Linked DNA regions of Mus musculus: regions 1, 3, 4 and 5 are each linked to region 2. Evidence: chromatin contacts called from public HiChIP or PLAC-seq and Micro-C data. All regions are on one chromosome and are shown on one strand. The core of a region is the stretch at or near the end of the contact, and the rest is flanking DNA. Distances in the headings are between cores, read along the strand shown.

The links. A called contact is a pair of places that touch in the nucleus more often than the background predicts. HiChIP or PLAC-seq counts read pairs in DNA pulled down with a chosen protein or histone mark.
Region 1: an H3K27ac HiChIP or PLAC-seq map of SST interneurons shows a contact between it and region 2, with 5 times the contacts expected there. The contact joins the promoter of Arhgef10 here to the promoter of Dlgap2 in region 2. A contact is called at or near these places in 17 of 39 promoter capture datasets (the 3T3-L1 cell line, 3T3-L1-derived adipocytes, cranial neural crest and 9 more), 1 of 15 datasets of contacts at CTCF or cohesin (large pre-B cells), 9 of 484 Hi-C or Micro-C datasets (the G1E-ER4 cell line, bone marrow-derived macrophages, cortical neurons and 3 more), 11 of 115 datasets of contacts at active chromatin or transcription factors (SST interneurons, bone marrow-derived macrophages, embryonic forebrain and 7 more) and 1 of 9 other capture datasets (embryonic stem cells).
Region 3: an H3K27ac HiChIP or PLAC-seq map of embryonic stem cells shows a contact between it and region 2, with 2.9 times the contacts expected there. The contact joins the enhancer-like site here to the promoter of Dlgap2 in region 2. A contact is called at or near these places in 10 of 39 promoter capture datasets (the 3T3-L1 cell line, the HPC-7 cell line, cranial neural crest and 6 more), 1 of 484 Hi-C or Micro-C datasets (the HPC-7 cell line) and 3 of 115 datasets of contacts at active chromatin or transcription factors (all in embryonic stem cells).
Region 4: a contact with region 2 is called in a Micro-C map of embryonic stem cells, with 2.3 times the contacts expected there. The contact joins the promoter of Gas6 here to the promoter of Dlgap2 in region 2. A contact is called at or near these places in 12 of 39 promoter capture datasets (the HPC-7 cell line, cranial neural crest, embryonic stem cells and 6 more), 1 of 484 Hi-C or Micro-C datasets (embryonic stem cells), 4 of 115 datasets of contacts at active chromatin or transcription factors (all in embryonic stem cells) and 2 of 9 other capture datasets (adipose tissue and embryonic stem cells).
Region 5: an H3K4me3 HiChIP or PLAC-seq map of embryonic basal ganglia shows a contact between it and region 2, with 5 times the contacts expected there. The contact joins the enhancer-like site here to the promoter of Dlgap2 in region 2. A contact is called at or near these places in 6 of 39 promoter capture datasets (cranial neural crest, embryonic stem cells, hippocampal neurons and 2 more), 1 of 484 Hi-C or Micro-C datasets (cerebral cortex) and 7 of 115 datasets of contacts at active chromatin or transcription factors (astrocytes, embryonic basal ganglia, embryonic forebrain and 4 more).

The regions. Positions count from the first base shown.
Region 1 is chr8:14,909,692-14,913,163 of GRCm38.p6, reverse strand. Arhgef10 (Rho guanine nucleotide exchange factor (GEF) 10) reads right to left here and starts at 1,501. Exons shown (of 29, transcript NM_172751.3): 1 at 1,401-1,501.
Region 2 is chr8:14,094,098-14,097,840 of GRCm38.p6, reverse strand. It overlaps Dlgap2 (DLG associated protein 2), which reads right to left and starts at 1,966. Exons shown (of 16, transcript NM_172910.3): 1 at 1,700-1,966.
Region 3 is chr8:13,547,656-13,551,417 of GRCm38.p6, reverse strand. It overlaps 1700029H14Rik (RIKEN cDNA 1700029H14 gene), which reads left to right. Exons shown (of 9, transcript NM_025601.3): 9 at 300-696. Among named protein-coding and RNA genes, the nearest start is that of 1700029H14Rik, 13 kb to the left of the region's middle. Within about 2 kb of position 2,402, at least 105 of the 459 cell types and tissues checked have an H3K27ac peak or open chromatin away from gene starts, as enhancers often do. A contact at or near this core is called in embryonic stem cells, hippocampal neurons and stem cell-derived epiblast-like cells, where this site is marked.
Region 4 is chr8:13,493,050-13,496,433 of GRCm38.p6, reverse strand. It overlaps Gas6 (growth arrest specific 6), which reads left to right and starts at 1,899. Exons shown (of 15, transcript NM_019521.2): 1 at 1,899-2,173; 2 at 2,422-2,588. The coding sequence starts at 2,095. It also overlaps a transcript of Tmem255b not described here.
Region 5 is chr8:14,797,865-14,801,452 of GRCm38.p6, reverse strand. The region is part of intron 9 of Dlgap2 (DLG associated protein 2); the gene reads right to left. Among named protein-coding and RNA genes, the nearest start is that of C030037F17Rik, 33 kb to the right of the region's middle. Within about 2 kb of position 1,827, at least 10 of the 459 cell types and tissues checked have an H3K27ac peak or open chromatin away from gene starts, as enhancers often do. A contact at or near this core is called in cerebral cortex and embryonic basal ganglia, where this site is marked.

The sequences.
Region 1 (3,472 bases), core at 252-2,751, 820 kb before region 2:
TTCAGGCATCGGAGCCTGTGGAGGGGGGCGGCATCCTCATTCAAGCCACAACACCTTTACCTATGTATTAATTCAGCATTTACTGGGGATCAAACCCAGCCTGCTGCATGCCACACCCCAGTCCTGCCTTCTTGTTTATATGAAAAAATCTCATTATTGGAGCCCAGGCTGGCCAGACTCAAGATCCTTCTAACTCAGACCTTCGAGTGCCAAAATAGATTTTTTAATAGTAACCAAGGCTGTGGGCGTAGCTCAGCAACAGAGCATTTGCCTGGCAAGATGCTCGGCAGTAGTAAGGAGCACCTGCTGAGTATGTGCGAGGGAGGACCTAGAATCAAGAAAGAGTCACCTGACAATGAAATGCTGTCCCTTGCCCAGATTCTAAACACAGCTACACAGCTTACTGTGTGGTCCAGCCAAAGAAAAGAAGGAAAGATTGCTGCCATTTGAGTCCAGAAGAACCTCTTCCTCCAGCAAAGGCTGTAACTGAGATGCATCCTACGTTAGAGTTCACACCAAGCATGTCTATTGCCCTCTGGGAAATCAAAACATGGTGTCCCACAGTGTCCAGGGTGCCCAACCACCTGCTTTTATTTACTGCACACCAGATCAGGATCTACCCTAATTATTGAGCAATGGTGGGTAGCAAAAAAACCTTACCCCAGCAACAACTTCACCCTAAAGGGGATCCTAAGGATCTTAATTCAAACATCCCAAGATGACTTCTCTCATGCAATTTCAGCGACCTTTCACCCTTTCACCCCACATCTCCAGGTCAGAGGCTGCAGGTCCCTACTGCACATACCCTTGAGCCTTACCCTCAGGCTATGGGACACAGTGATGCTGGGGACTGTCTCCTGTCTTGGCCGAAGATTCACTCAAGTTGGGCGGCTGCTCAATGCTCTGTGTCTAGGGACACCCATCGAAGTTGGGGGACTTTTTGCTGCCTTGTGTCTGGGGATAACCATTGAAAGGGAAGGCTGCATGCCGCTGAATCTATGCCTGAGAACACCTAGGGCATAGGTTGAGGGGCTGCTTCTGTCTGTGCCTAGGGGCCACCTGCAAATTTGTGGGTGCTTCTTGCTTCCCCCATGTCCATAGACACTCACTAAAGCGGGGGGTCGGGTAGGGGTTGCTGGGCCTAGAGAAGGAAACACCGGCCAGATTTGGGGGCAACTGAAACTGAAGTTGGGAGCTCCTTGCCGTCCTGTGCCAGAGACAGCGCTGAACTGGTGTTGGGGGGTGGTTACTCGCTGCCGTCTGTCACTGTGCGCAGTCCCGCAAACCCAGGGTGGGGTTTAGCTACTTCGGGGACCTGGGTAGAAGTGCAACTTTTAAAGCAAAGAAGCAACCCGTGCAAGCGGCCTGGGACGGGACTTGGGGTCGCCGTGCTCACTCACCGAGGGACCGGGCGCCATCCGCCGTCTGCGTCCGCCAGTTGTCCCGCGCCCCCCGCGCGCCCCGCGCGCCCCGCCCGCGATGCGCTCCCACCCCGCCCGCCAGGGAAGCCCCTCCCACCTCACCATGATTGGCCGGAACCGGCCGTGCTTCGTGCTCATTGGCCAGCGTTCCTGCCCGTTCCTCGGCCGCGCCCGACCCTCGCGCCAGCGCATTCCTGCGAGGCCACGTGGCCATCAGCCCCCCTCCCCTCCCCGCCCCGCCCCCAGCCTAACGCCCCGCGCCGTGAGTAGGAGGGATGCTGCCTACCTTGCGCCCCCGGGGACAGAGGGGGCACAGAAAGGACACCAGCTTGTAGTGCCCCAGAGTGGACGCTTCTCCCCTCAGACTCCTGGTCACTGGGAAATGGCGCGGGGCCAGATTGTGTCTCCCGATCATCCGCCCTCTGTTAGACACTGGGAGCTGCGCTGTCGCTGGCAGGGAACACAAGACAGACACTCCACCCATCGTGACCCCAGAGTCTGCTTGCTCTCTGCAGATCCTGGTCAGGGCTCCTGTGGGAAGGGGGCACTGAACAACACTTCACTCCATCTCTGGCCCTTCTCCCCCTGACCACCTCTCCCATCTTGGGTCCCACGGGCAGTGGGGCACAGAACGGATACCACACCCAGCATCCACTGTTCCTTACAGACCTACAAAGTAGGGGATGCCAGGAGAACAACCCATCCGACCTAGAGCCACCCTGCCAGCCTAGGCGGTCCTGGCTGGTCAGGGTCAGGGGCTCCTCGTCCCGCCAAGTACAGGAAATAGAAATGCCGACCAACCGTGACCTCAGCTCAATACCTTTCCAGGCGCTATTACAGCTTGCCTGTCACCGGGAGGCTCTTGTTTGCTGAACCGGAGTTCCAGCTTTCCATAGCTCTCTAAATGCAGGAAGCGATGCTGGAGAGAGCTTAGCTAGCCTTTCTGCTCATGGCTGAGCCTGGAAAGGGAGGCGCTGTGAAGACCAAGAATGTGGGCCTTGGTGATATTAAAGGCCTGCAGGTGTCTGCATAGAAAAGTGCTGGGATATTCTGGAAGAGCCCTTCTGGGCAGTTGAATGTGCTTAGCACGAACCTTTGTTTTGTGCATGTAGAGGGAAGCAAATCATTAAATTATTAAAGGAAAGCAACACCCATCAAAGTGCTAACTGGTACACGGCTAGGGCACATAGCAAACATGTTCCCATACTGGACTGTCACATCTCCCACCAACATGGTTCATAGAAGTTGCGGAAACCCCGGGGTTCTTAAGTCTCTAAGTCCACTCAGTTACAGAATGAGTTCAGAGAGAGGTTTGTTCCACAGTAAGTGTCTATAGAGCTGGTATGCTCTGTAGCTAGACATTTCTCAAACAGACTATGACTAGGTAGGTCAGATTATAGCCTAGGTACGGTGACACCTCATAGCTGTTTGGAAGTAGCATTCACTAAAGTTACAGGAGTGGACTGTGTTGAACTCTCAGACCTGTCTGAAATGACAAGACATTCCTGTTGTCTCTGTGGAAGACCTTTGGGTAAAGTACCCAAAGAACTCCCAGACTAGAGTCGTGAAGGACATTTTCTAAGGAGCGTTGTGAGAGGAAATAGGTCTGTACTACAGTGTTCTCCGCTGGAGTAGAGAGCACACAGCATCCTCTCTCCCCCCAAGGCTGTAGACGAGAGAAGGATTACATTAGGAAGCCTCGGGATGAAGCTAGTCAGAAAGGAGTTGGACCGGCTCAAGTCCTGACCAATCTATTATAGTATCACACATTACCACGTCTGTAAGTCCACAGGCAGGAATCTGAGACTTTCTGTTTTAGGTCTTCTTTGACCCATGGGATACTAAGAACAGTTAGTTAGGCTTCATTATCAAACACTGAGGGATTTTCTTTTAATTAGTATGTAAATGCACCCATAAATACATAAATATATGTGCTTACATATGTAAAGCTTAATTCCACTGTATGATTTTAACCTTTAAGCCTCATGACGACACTGCATGCCTGGTACTGTGAGCATCGCAGATGACCTGTGAGCACTGAGCTGCGTGTA
Region 2 (3,743 bases), core at 717-3,216:
CGGCATTTTTAAAACACCAGAGTAACAACCTGACCTGCCAAATTTTATTATTTTTCATCATATCACCAAATTTTTCTTGGCCTTGGCTATGTAGCACCTTCCACAGGGAATATGAAGATGAAAATCACGCTATAGTGCACTTAAAGTCTATATACTATTGGGGAGGTTGGATTAAGTAAGTCAGCTTCAGATTTGTACACAACTCTGAAGCGGTCCTGGGTTACTTTGGGCTATTCTGTGACTCCGGGTTGTTTTCTCAATACAAATGCAATTAGTTTGTGGACTGTACAATAAAAGCCTTCTGCAAAACACAGGTGACTGGGATCCAAGGTAACGGTCAGATCTCAAGGTTGTAGGCTGATGTACCCACCTGGCCACTAACAGCAATCCCAAGGCTCCGAGTCCAGACAGCTCCCTCCCGCCTCCAAGTATTAGACGCCAGGAAAAACTGGTACGCTTTAATCTCCAGCCCTGAAACGCCCACAGCTCGGACTGGCAGAGTTCATCAAGAGCGAGGGCGAATTCGCTGCCCGTTACTTTATACTCTTCATCGATACAAGCCGGCTAAGGCTGATCAGTCAGTCACGCATTTGGATTTCGACCCGGGCCGGAATCCACATCCATTTGAAAAGAAGGAAGCGACATGCGGGCGGCTGGCACCACATTCCCGAAGTGTTTTGAGTTTCGGGTGAGAAACGGCTAAGCAGCCGCGGCGCTCCCGGTTCCCTTTCACCTGCGACACTCTACGCCCGCCTAGGCACTGCCTGCTGCCCTTCCCCATCTCTTCTAACTCGGTATACAGCCCCGGCCCCTGCCTCGGGTCCCAGCGAGCATCTCCCGCCACCCAGCCGCTCCAGGAGGATGGGAGAGAAATCCCCTGCCCCGCCCGGCCCCACCTGGCCAGCGTCAAGCAGAGGAGCCGGTGCCTGCCGCCCCCCAGCCCTTCGCCGCGCAGGGCTGTAATAATTACATCCTCATTATTTCTTCTGCGATCGTTAGGGAAAGAGCCCGAGAACAGCAACAGCAGCTGCCGGGGGAGGCTTAGTTACAAAACCCTGCGCTGGGTAGCGCTTCGCTTAGCAACCACCCCTAAAAAAGCCCCCGTGCTCCCGGCTCGCACTTGGAGAGCCCAGCAGCGGCCACCCCCTCCCAAGCCCGAGGCCCAGGCCCTGCCGGGCGCGAAGGCTGTTGCAAAGGGCACAAGTGGCCCCTCCCCGCCTCCGCGACCCCAGTGCCCGTACCACCAGCTCCAAGCACCTTTCATTCATTCCCAGTCTAGGTCCGGGTGTCCACCCGGGCTTGGGGGAGGGGAAACCCAGGTCGCACCCCACTGCCCCACCAGAGTCCCTCTCTGGCCGGGGCCCCGGGCTGCACCCCCTTACCCGGCCTCGCGGAGCGGGGAATTTCACACCTCCGCCTCGCTCCTGCACCCAGGGAGCCCGTGTGCCAGCAATCCTGCCGCGGGGCGCTGCAGCCCGGAAGGACCCCAGCGGCGGACCCCGGAGCACCAGCCGTCCCTGGGGTTATTCTCACGCTCCCGGATCGGGTCCCCGGGAGCCTCTTATCCCCAACGCAGCCACTCAGGCAGGGCCCTCGCCGGTCCGGCTCGCAGCACCGCCCCCTCCCTGCCCCGACGGCACTCGCCACTTAGCGCCCAGGTCCCCGCATCCCGGTCCCCGCGGCCCCGCGCGTCTCGCACCTTCCTCAGAGCAGACATCCTTGGGCTTTCCTAGTTCAGTGGGTGCAGAGCGACATGGCAAGGTGGCCACCCCTCAGGCCAGGCGGTGCGCACAGCACTGCCGCCAGCTCCCAAGCTCGAGAATCCTTGGGTCCGTGCGTCGATCCGCAGTCTGTCTGTCCCCCGCTGCCGCTACCGCTTATCGCCTCCACCACCGCCACCGCCAGCGCCACCACCGCCGCCGCGCGCTCCGACCCCGTTCGAGCCCGGCGCACGGTCGGTCCTCACGGCCGGCGCCTGCGCACTCGGCGCCCGGGGAGGCACCGGCGCACTGGGGGGCGGCCGGTGCGTGGCTCCATCTGAGGAAGGGCCCAGCGCCACGCGCCTAGGGGGAGCGCTCAGGCCGCGGTGCCGCTGCCAATGGCAAGCCTGGCCCAGAGGTCGCATGGCGCTCACGGCCCGGGAGCCCGCGCACAGCGGATCCCAACTGTTGCGCGCAGAGCGTTGGGTCACTCCAGGACAGTGATGGTTCCCGGAGGGGGAGCGGAGAGGTCCCACACCGCGTGTGCTCCGTGTGTTTGTAGGTCAGCGTGGGAACCCACAAGCAAGCCAATGCGCCTGGGAAGGGCCAGCTCAATGTGAACCGAGATGTGGGATCTGCAGACGCATCGGCACCCTGAACTCTGCACGGTGAAAGCCTATTGGGCTCCCAGGTCATAGAGAGGGAGCGATGGAAGATAGGAGCTCTCAGCACTGGCCACTAAGAGAGCACAGTGCTGCTCTGGGTGCTGTGAAATAAGACCACTGTTTCCACCTGTTACCTCCCAGCTCTGGTAAACTGCTGCTTCTGGGCTCACAGGAATCCCCAGCACCTTGAACAGCAATCTTTAGTCATAAACCTGGTCCAGATAGAGGGCTGAGATGGTGTCGGCCCTTGTTTGCTGCTGCACTCGGAAGCAAAGAAAAAAAACTATCTTTTTTTTTTTCCTCAGCGAAATCAGAAACACAACAAAAAACAGTCTGGCAAATTCAGCAAAATTAGCCATATTTTGATGAAACCTAATTAGATTCGTGGGGATACCCTTTTTAGATCCACTGAACAGTCAAGAAAAGTTTCTGTGGCCTAGAGTAAAAGGTGCTGACAACTAAAGACATAGTTTGGCACCGGGCTCTGGGGATACTCACTACACCTGCTTAACCTTGGGCCGGTCTCTAGGCTCCGTGTAAATATAATAGGGGGCTTTCGTCTCCGTTGTCAAGAAGTTTAAATGTGACCAAAACTTAATCAATAAGGTGACTATTTACAGAAAGGTGAATGGGTGTCGAATAGAGGAGAGACAGGTGAACAGCCCTGTATTTCCCTAAATCCCAAGATCTTTTCCATAAAAACAGCCTCCATAAGATGTTTTTTCCTATGATCAATCAACTGCAGTGCACTTTCAGAGCAAAATACTAAGGTGTGTGAAAGATACACAAATGGATCAAAGGTATCTGATGTGACTTTTTTCTAGTGTTTGTAGCACACTCCATTTGGATTCCACTATCGAAAGAGAGAGAGAGAGAGAGAGAGAGAGAGAGAGAGAGAGAGAGAGAGAGGAAGGAAGGAAGGAAGGAAGGAAGGAAGGAAGGAAGGAAGGAAGGAAGGAAGGTGGGTTTCCAGACCTCGAATAAAAAATCTAGACTGCACATCAAGTTGAAGATTCTAATATCCACTTTTCTCCTCCTCTCCACGGTGCCCCCATCTTCCGGTCTTCCATCTCAGGCAAACGAAAGGAGCACAGTGGTGCTTGCTGTGAGCTCTTTTGGGTCGTGGACTTGTACCAAAACAGAAAGAAAGACTGTCCCTGGGCACGCATCCAGTGTTGGGATGAAGCCATTTGACGTTATAGGAGTAACATGTGAGCATGAATGGCACTTGCTCCTATGAAGGAAATATACAGTGTTATTGGAAAAGGAAAAGGACAGGGAATTATTTGTGACCCTAGGGGAATACTGTGTGGTGTCATTACATACAGTCTTCCTCTAGGTTTGGCACACAGCGGGTCCCGAGACATGGATTCCAGTG
Region 3 (3,762 bases), core at 1,153-3,652, 550 kb after region 2:
AATGGACTTTGGGTAAGTATTAGGCAAGTTTAGTTAAGACATGAAGACAGGAGACTGAGGGAGCTGAGAGGCAGAGGGGAGGGTGCCCTGTGCTCTGCACCAGTCTCTTCCTTCACTTCTGCAGAGTACACACTTTGGCAGCCAGCCAGCCTTCCCACAATTCCCCTCTATCCTCCACCCACATTGCTGCTGCCCCCATAGGCTTATTGGTCCAAACACCAGGACTGAGCAGTGGCCACTTTCGCCTGTCTGATGGTGCCCTCTGGTGGTTCAGATTCTCCAAACAACTCTGCTTTCAGCCCTAGGAACCAACTCTTCAGGACCAGCAGGCACTCCCGCTTCCTGGCTATCACAGAACTTAAGAGCCAGCTAATTGTTCACTAAAGGAAACAACACAATATGAACACATCGCTGGAGTTACAATGTCGTATGTAGACAACTTCCAGGCCACAGCTGGAGAGGAGAGGGGACAAAGTCACCTCAGAACTGGTCCTCCCTGCACCCACATCCTTAGACCTCAGGTCCTGGGCCACAGTCCTCCTTAGTACCTCTACTGGAAGCCTAGTTCTCTCAGGATGCTTGGGTAGGTGAACTCCCCAGTCACCTTCCCATGTGACCCCTCAATCACCTTTCCATGTGACCCCACATAACACCAATCAAAGCAAAACAATTCCTCAAACATCTGAGGCCTAAGTACCTGGACTCATCAAGGACATGGTAGCCATAGTGAGTCCACTGAATGGAGGGTGGGGTGGCTGAAGCTTGACCTTCATGGGCTTCTGGGGTTGCCATGGTCACAAGAAGGCTTAGGATGGGGTGAGAGGGTCTGCTGCCTCCCCCACCCAGAGCAACGTCCTATTGGGTTCATAACTGACGGGAGTTCAGGATATGTGCCTGCAGAGAACCCAAGCTGGGTCCAGGTTCCAGGATGGTCCTGATGGAATTCAGGCTCACGTTTGAAAGGCTGAGAAAGTCCTAGGGCCACTGGGCAGCTCGTCCTTTGTGGCAGGAAGTTGCTTAGAAGAGTTAACTGGTGCATCTACAGACATAGTATCATGGGTGGCTGCTTTGATAGACAGATGGGCTCTAATAAGCACTCTAGCCCATGAGGCGGAGTCTGGGCGGTCCCCTCTTACAGGTGTAGAGGAATGGGAAGTTCCCAGGCAGTCAGACTGTGTTACTCCCTACTGTGAGGCTGAAGTGGCGAGGAGTCTTGCATAGCCGGAAAGAGCATGCAACTTTAGGGACATGAAAAGGTGTAGCCTAGTATGGTCCATTTGATGTCCTGGAGTCTGGCAACCTGTAAGCTTCATGGGAAATAAGAATGGCACCCATCATTCTCCTGGGTAGGGACACCTGGGGAGTTTGCTAGGGAGTTAGGGGTGCACTGAGGCTCCAGTAGGTGGGTCTTATCTGAATTCCAACAACTTTCTCAGCATCTTCCCTGTGTGAGCTTAGCTTTGGGGGACATTTTCAGAGCTCAGCACCCTGTGACCGCAGCTGACAAAAGTGACCTGTGGCATCAGGAGCCTCCCCAGGGGCGAGCAAATGTTCTATAAGGTTAAGACAAGCTGTCTCAGTGAAGGAGCCCCCAGTTTCAGCCATCTTGTTTGGGTCTAACAAAGCTTAAGGCATCTTCAAGGGTGACCCCTGCTTTACAGATGGAGAAACTGAGGCACAGGGAGAGGACAGGAAGCTGAGGCAGAGCCCAGAGATTGAGCAGCACTGGGGTGGAGATACATCCTCACGGGGTACCGACAGGCTCTCCCCACCCCTTCTCCTGAGTTGATGATCTTTCAAGACAACTTGGGCCCCTCTCATAACCCATCCAGTCCTGGGGAAAGATCTAGCTCTTCTCTCAGCGCCCATGATGGGGAAGACTTCCTTCTCCAAGGGCCTCCATCCCACATTCAAGAACCCTTGCTTCCAAAGAAACCTCGCCCATGAAACTAGTGCCCCTCCCAACCCAACGCATCTGTTCCCAGGGAGTCCCTGTCTACTCTACCAGCTCATTTTCTAGGGCTAACAGTGCCATCCTTCGGGTTCCTATCTGTGGCCTCAACTAGCCTGAGGCTAAAGAGTTCAGCCTCGGCATAGCCCCAGGCTGTCTGAGGGTGGATGAGAGGGCATAAGTCCCTGGGGAAACACCAAGCTCTCAAGGTTGAGCCACTTCACAACACAGTTCCATATCTGGTCAGTCTGACTGTGAGCTCAGTCTTCCACCTTCGTCTCCTACCCCACCCCCGGCATCCAGGCAACTTGGCAACAAAGTTCCCCAAGTCCCGTGTCTGTCTGTCCCTGGGAAAGAGGGGAGCCTCCGGATTGAGAGCCGCCTCAGGGAAAGTCCCCAGTCAGCGGCTCTGCAGAACCAGGTTGTGGGGCAGGCCCAGGCATGCTGAGACATGCCTGCATGCAGCTCTCCCAGAGCTGCTCTCTCCACAAGCCTGCCTGCCTCGCCTCCCACTCGGGTCCTCTGAGGACTGGCTGGCTGATCCTCCCGAGTTTGCTGCCAAGTTTCCTGCCTGAGGTGGGAACAGTCACAGATTCCAGGAACAAAAAGGGGACCTGAAATGCTAGTTAGACCTAGAATGGACAGGAGTTAGAGGAAGCCCGAGCCGCAGAACTCACCACCCTGCAGGGTACCCGCCAGGGCTTGAGGGTCACGACTCTGCAGGTCCTTACGTTAGCCTGGCTCAGCATCTGCTTAGTATGGCTTGTAGTTTCCCAAGTAACCAGGAGAAGGTAATTTTTCTTTCCAGATATGGAGGGATGTGTCTCACAGCTGGCTTTGTGAAATGCTGTTCCGTCTCCCCCACCCCCCCCCCCCACCCCAGTCTGCAGCTCAGACACTCTGACTGGGAAACACCTTGAATGTCTGCAGCCAAGAACATGATTAGTGTTTTAGGCCAAACATCCACTGACAGGATGGCCACAGTGAGCAGGGTGAACCGACAAGGACGTCACTCCATGCATGCATGGGGGTCAAGGGATACTAGGTCCTTCCTTGGTCCCACAACCTCCGGCTGGCAGATGGAGAGCAGGGAGCCCAGCAGCTATAGACTCTAGGTGGCACTGTCCTCCAGGAAGGGGGTCCCCTGAACTCTCTGTTTGCCATGAGTGTGCTACCCCAGGAACACAGTGAAAGATCTCAGTTTTGAGATTGGGACACCCTGACATGGAATGTTCTTTTGGGCAAGAAGTTTATTAAAATTAACATCATGGATATAGGACAGGGGATCTAAAGAAAGCCACTGACATGGGTGTTGGCGACAGAACTCAACTCCTCTGCAAGGATCCTCTCTATGCGTTTCTAATGGCTGAGCCATCTTTCCAGACCTTATTCCAATCTTACTTACAAATACCTTCAAATTACACATTACATATCACTCACTGAACATATCGCTATCATGTAGAAGTGTAGGTCACAGGCTACCAAGTGTTAAGAGCTCAAGCAGCTAAAAGAATCCTCACTGAGAGGTCTCAAATTTCCTAACGCTGTGACCCTTTAATACAGTTCCACATGTTGTGGTGACTCTTAACCATAAGCTTATTTTCGTTGCTACTAAATAACTATAATTTTGCTACTGTTATGCATCGTAAATATTTCTGAAGATAGAGATTTGTTGAACCGGCGGGTGAGGAGGTTTGTCTTAGGCAGCTGCAGAGTCTCTGCAGGATTAGATTGTGACACACCGGGTGGAGGTCTGTTGAGGGCACTGGGGTTGAAGCAAACTTCTGGAGCAGAGTTTAGCTGCCTGACCA
Region 4 (3,384 bases), core at 650-3,149, 600 kb after region 2:
TTTCCATATATCGATAAGGCTATCGAACCCCAAACAGAAACCAAACTGAATGTTGGTTTGTTTCCAGGACAACTCATTTTAAAGAAGAACAAGAGCAATCTCAGTTCAAGTGTATTGCACAGAGAAGTGGCCTTGGGGACTGTGCAGAACTGGTTCCATCCAGACACAATGCTTCCACCCAATCTCCACAGCCCACCTGAGCTTATTCCTGACAAGAGAAGCAACCAGCTTTCCTTTCTGTAGCCAGATCATTCGCAACACCCCAGATGGCTCCAACCTCCTGCCCTGTGGGGCTGAGCCTCACCATTTCCATTGCAGGGCACTTCAAATGTGAAATATTTACCCGGGTCGTTTCTTACAGGTTTCCCATGGCTGCCTTGGAAAGGGAATTGTTTGTTTGTTTGTTTGTTTGTTTCATTTGTTTTGTTTGTTGTTTGTTTGTGTTGATGACTCGGTTGAGTGCCCTCCATCCAGCCTTCCACTTCCCTCCACATTTGCTTCCTCTTTGCTCTGTTTTCTAAGCCAAATCCAGGAGGATGCTCTCTCTTCATTAAACCAACGGTCTGTATAATGTGAGGCATCTTTACTGGGATGCCCAGCAGAAAGAATGCACTGGGAATGTAGGGGAGACTGAGGTCAAGGCTAAAGGAAGCCAAAAGATCTGGATAACTCCATCGAGCTGAGGTGGTGCTGGGTCCTGGTTGTCTGAGTCACGACCACACCATAGAAGCCAGAGAAGCTGTCTCTCATGGGGGGAGGGGGGAGGAAGGGATTCAAGTAACTAGAAAAATCAAATCATCTTTCCTCCAACCTTCCACAGGTGTACAGGCAGCAGCAACTGCAGACATGCAAACCACCTGACCTCCACCCATGCCCGTTCCTCAGAACCTTCAGAAATGGCGGACCTCTACTTGGCTTGGAATGAGTGTTCGTGAATAACCAACACCACTTTTGAAAACAGTGTTCCTTCTTAAGAAAGAGCAGAAAATTAATACGGCAAATATTCATTCCAAGCACATGGTGTCTGTAGGCCTGGGGCAGCCTTAGGAAATTCGGGGTGCTCTCTGGCTTCTGAAGTTCTTGGCTTGGTTTCCTGGGAGTGCCGTGATTCTGGTCTGGAAGCAGGCACAGCTTATCCAATTTTTAATTCCCTTTCAAGATGATTCCCATGGCAGTCATTTCTCTGAAATTAAGATATTTGTTAGCCCCACCTTCAAACGGATGACCTTAAAGAAGAATTCCACCAGTATTGACCTTGTGTGCTCCCAAGAATCTGGGTTGCATTCACCCAGAAAAGAGGGGGAGGGTGACTCCTTATCCTTTTCTATCAAAATGCTGAGGTAAGGATGTCTCAGGAACATCTACCCTATTGGGTTTTGGCAGGCTGCTGCATATCTGCATTCTGTGATTGGTCTGCAAGGTGTGTGTGTGTGTGTGTGTGTGTGTGTGTGTGTGTGCATCTATGACCTTGCAAAGTGCCCTGAGACAAGAGCCAGAAAGCTTTGGTACTGGAAAATACACAATGCTGCTTTCAGCCTGTGGTGTGGAAATCAGATTTCAGAGGGAATAACATCTTGCACCGTGGACCTCCACGCCACTGGGTGTGGCCACAGTTATTGTTTCCTTAGTGGATGTTGCATCTCTTTAGAAAATGTGCCCAAGAATGAAGATTCCGAAAACGATGTCTGCAGAGGAGGATAGAAAACGGTCAAATTGTACCTGGGCAGATGCCCAGATACAATTCTCCTTTCATTTTACCGCATTCTAGCAGTGAAATTTTGAGGATACTGGAGTCGAACCAGTCAGCCTGCCTTGCCTCACCCAGCTCGGCCCCGCCCCCAAAGGCCCCGCCCTACTCACACTAGGCCCCACCCCCACCCGCCCTAAGCCCCGCCCTCACCCGCTGCCTCCTTCACGGCCCAGAACCGCAGCGAGCGCCGGGTGCGGCGCTGCCGCCGCAGGGATGTGACCTTCACCGTCGCTTAGCCAGGATGACCGGAGCCCGTGTCTCGCGGCGTCCGCGCCTCGCTTCAGCCTCCCGGGTGCTCTGACCGCACGCTCCCGGCTGCTAGGCTCCCCGGCACCGGCCTCGCCATGCCGCCACCGCCCGGGCCCGCCGCCGCCCTGGGCACTGCGCTTCTGCTGCTCCTGCTGGCTTCCGAGTCTTCTCACAGTGAGTACCGCAGGGGTCCCCCAAACCCACTACCCCGTGGTGTGGGGCTCCAGGCCTGTACCCCGGCGCAGCATCCTGGTGCCGGGTACCCCAGACACCCTGGCATCCTGTCCCCGGACCTCTGAGCTCTAGGCATCACGGACCCGGAGCATCCCAGACACACAGGCATTACGATCCCCAGCATCCCAGACCCCCTACATTCCAGCCCCGAGTGGGTGTAGGTTGACCGTACACCCTTCTTTCTGCAGCTGTGCTGTTGCGGGCGCGTGAGGCGGCGCAGTTTCTGCGGCCCAGGCAGCGCCGCGCCTACCAAGTCTTCGAGGAGGCCAAGCAGGGCCACCTGGAACGGGAGTGCGTGGAGGAGGTGTGCAGCAAAGAGGAGGCCAGAGAGGTGTTCGAGAACGACCCCGAGACGGTGAGCGTGCGCCAGGGGTCGCGGGGTGGGTCCTGGGCGTCCCAGAACCCATACTTTTGGGGGCCGCAAGTTCCGACTCCCACCCTGTGAGGGTCCAGGAGACCCGGGGACTGTCGAATCCCAAACATCCTTTCTGGAGATGTAAGGATCCTTGTGTGGACCGCACCACCACGTGCACCCCAGAACTCTTAGACACTGAGCCTTCTTCGCACCCCCTTGCACTTCTCCATTCTTGAGCCCAAGTTTCTCAGTTGACCCACAAGTCCTCTCCTCTTCAGGAGTAGAAAGCGTATCCTTGAGTGGGCTCCACTGAGATCCCTTCAGTAGACTCTGAAACTAAATCTTCCCCTACCCTCGAAAAGAAAGTACCCGTGGGAAAAATCCGCAGTGATTTGAAACTCAAAGGCTTCCTAAGACTGCCAGTCCCTTTATTGGATTGGAGGTGAGGGGTGGGGCTCCTCTTTGGTCTTCCTCCGGAGGGACCCAGGGTTTTCCTGAAAGAGGAATTGAAAGATCTCAAAGCTGGAATTGCTTGCTGCAGCAGGTCCAAAAATACGATGGCTGGAATTGTGCTAAGAACATGCATACGGGCGGGTGGGGAGCAACGTGAGGAAGAGGGCCGGCACCTGCCTCTGCAAGGGCTGTGCTGGCCCAGGACAAACTTCTATTAATAATGTCCTTGGGGAATGGAGCAGGCGTACAGCCAACTGCAGCCAGCAGCCTATGTATGCACAGGACTCTCCCCAGAAGGTGCGCGTGGGGGCTGAGTGGATTCATGAGGGGAACACACCCCAGC
Region 5 (3,588 bases), core at 578-3,077, 700 kb before region 2:
ATACTATTTGCAAAACACAGGAAACTCAAGAAGAAGGAAGACCAAAGTGTGGACACTTTGCCCCTTCTTAGAATTGGGTACAAAACACCCATGAAAGGAGTTACAGAGACAAAGTTTGGAGCTGAGAAGAAAGGATGGATCATCTAGAGACTGCCATATCCGGGGATCCATCCCATAATCAGCTTCCAAACTCTGACACTTTGCATACACCAGCAAGATTTTGCTGAAAAGATCCTGATAGAGCTATCTCTTGTGAGGCTATGCTGGTGCCTGGCAAACACAGAAGTGGATGCTCACAGTCAGGTATTGGATGGATCACAGGGCCCCCAATGGAGGAGCTAGAGAAAGTACTCAAGGAGCTAAAGGGGTCTGCAACCCTATAGGTGGAATATGAACTAACCAGTACCCCCAGAGCTCGTGTCTCTAGCTGCATATGTATCAGAAGATGGCCTAGTCGGCCATCATTGGGAAGAGAGGCCCCTTGGTCTTGCAAACTTTATATGCCTCAGTATGGGGGAATGCCAGGACCAAGAAGAGGGAGTGCTTGGGTAGGGGATCTAGGGGGGCGGGTCTGGGGGACTTTTCGGATAGCATTTGAAATGTAAATGAAGAAAATACCTAATTAAAAAAAATTTAAAAAATCCAAGATCTCCGCTCATCCTCCAAATATGAATAAGCAAAAAGATCTGTGACCACACTACGAATCCTAGAACGATTTGCAACAATTGACATTAATTAGAGGAAAGGATTAAATGTCAGCTAGCAAGCACTCATATAGATGTTTCTGAAGGTAATGATTATTAATATATTTGTACATGTTTGCAGCTTCCAAATCGGCCTCAAATCTCATTTGGTTTCCTTTCATTCTGCAGAACATCCTTACAATATCTTATAGACATTAGGTACTAAGTAAATATTTGTAAATTTGATTCAATCAACTGGATGATTGATTAGAATGTCTGTGAGGTAATGACCTGCTATAAATCAACACAACAGAAAGGGAAATGTCAGCCTTGGCCCGAGAAAGCAAGGGAAGCACACACGGGCAATTTAGAGAACCAGAGGAGCAGGCTTGCTCATTTTTATGGTTGGGGCTTTCCTCCTACAATGATATGCCCTTGTGGGTGCCTGCATCATGCAGGACCAGTGAGGTGCCTTAGCTGTTCTTTATTGGCTATGACAACATTAATATGATTGATCGGTTTATTTTTCTTTATTGCTTTTACTTGAAACCAGAAGTAAGTCCATAAACAGATAGATAGAATATAGAAACAGGCAGGCGGATTTCTGAGTTTGAGGCCAGCCTGGTCTACAAAGTGAGTTCCAGGACAGCCAGGGCTATACAGAGAAACCCTGTCTTAAAAAACTATAACCAAAACCAAAACCACCCCCCTCCAAAAAGAAACTGGATGGATGGAATATTCTTAGTGATGATTCCCTGAGGCTTTCCCCCCAAAAGGTACTTGTGTTGAAAAGACACAGCATGCTCCTCTGGCACAACTAGGTCAGGGCAGGATAGATCATGTTAACCAGGGATGCTCACATTAACCAGGGCTGCTTCTGTGTGCCCAGGCACTCTTTTCTACACAACGGTTCCCCGCTTGGCTTTCCTGCTGTGTTCCTTGTCTTCTGGAAGTATCGAGAATGGCACAAATCTTACATTCTGACTCCCTCAAACTATTCACCACGTCATTGTGCAGTGCTCAGAATTCTATGCATCTGGCGTCCCAAAGAGATTGAAAGACTAATTTCGGAGTAATCAGTCTCATTCAGCTCTGGCATCAATCTTGGAAACATTAAGTTGGCTTGAGAGAATCTATCTTAGCTCAATACCCCAGCTGCCGTCAATAACAGCGGACACTCACAGTGTCAGGTCTGAGCACTAATGATGGCTGTCAAATGCAAGAGGGAGTTATTGTGGGGTTCTGTTACATTAAGTTTTTAAATTGAGACATAGTCTCAATGGAATCAATTGTCTTCTTTCTTTGGTCTCCCATGAGATGAGATTACAGGCCTGTGTCACCACATCTAGCTTAAAAATATTTTTGAAGTATACATTTAACGTTTAAACAAACATCTTTTTTTAAAAAGCAGTTCAGTTAAGTTTAGGCTCCTAAATAATTAGCACCTTTCCAGAGCATAAATATGATATTTTTGAAGGGTCCCATGCAATGGTTTTGTAGCTAGGAGGCTACTATGACGTCTGAGTCAAAGTCAACTAGGAACTAAGGGTTCAAGTGGGTTCTGCTGTTCTGGGAAAAGCCCTGCCTTTGAACTTTATGCTTTTGTAAGTCTCGGTGGAACTGTACATATTTTCCTCCAACCCTTCCCATGTCAAGTGGGCCCAGGGGCTCCTCTTCTGTGTGATCTTTTTCTGGGAAAGATAATTCTAGGAGAATGTCTTTCCCGATGAAGATCACCTGGCCTTCAGTGGGGATGCACAATCACAGAAAGGGGAGAAGGGCAGAGGGAAGAGCAATAGGGAGAGGAGTACAGAGAGAGGAACAACGGGGGCTGGGGAGTGCAGAGGGAGGCATAGAGGGAGGAGAGGCACAGGGAGGAGGCACAGAAGGAGAAGATGCAGAGGGAAAGGCATCGTTGTCCTGTGGGTGGTGAAGCAGGATAGAATAGCTCTGCAGCAGAACGCCTGTCCCTGTCAGGATACAGCCCATGCAGAACCAGTAGACTCAGAGGGTCCAATGCGGAAGGAGGGCACGGAGATCCTAGGGAGGCTGCTGTGGACCAGTGGACTAGAACAGGAAGTCTCCTTTGACCTTGAGGCCTCCTGGGCTCCTGGTGATGATGTGGTCATGTGTATGCTGACTCTTCAGGAGGCTCTGAGGTTCAGAACTGGACCCAGCTCACTTAGAGGAAATGGCCATATGCTGTTCCTTGAACATTATGACCTGAGAGGGTCAAGTCATAGTCCTTGCAAAAAGAGCCTCTAAAGAGAACAGCACACCTTGAGATCTGAGACAACCATGAAGCATAGCGGAGTTTAAATACTTGACTAGAGAAGGACCACAGATAGTGTAAATCATGGGGTGTCACTGCATGTAAATTTTCTAGTCACTTATGTTTTACTGATCCTGCAACATATGAGTGTTGAGAGAAGTCAATATACATCTGTGCAGCTCTACATATTTGGCACAGTAATGCCCTGGCTAGTTCTCCAAGAGATGCTACCTACCCACAGATGAGACCTGCAGCTATGGGCTGGTCTATCTAGTAGCCTTCGAGCTCAGCATTGTTCAGAACGGGACACACTTTTTTTTTTTTTTCAAGACAGGGTTTCTCTGTATAGCCCTGGCTGTCCTGGAACTCACTTTGTAGACCAGGCTGGCCTTGAACTCAGAAATTTGCCTGCCTCTGCCTCCCAAGTGCTGGGATTAAAGGCGTGTGCCACCACCACCCAGGGACACACTTTTAAAGTGGCTTCATGGAGCCTTGTACATTGAGGCTAGACACAGAGCTGGTGGTATCTACAAGGCTGGTTCACGATGATATTGTCACCAGAAGCCAGATGCTGCCTTCCCACTCCCAGGCACTTTATAGCAAGGTGCTTTGAGGCCTGGGCCCACATGCTAT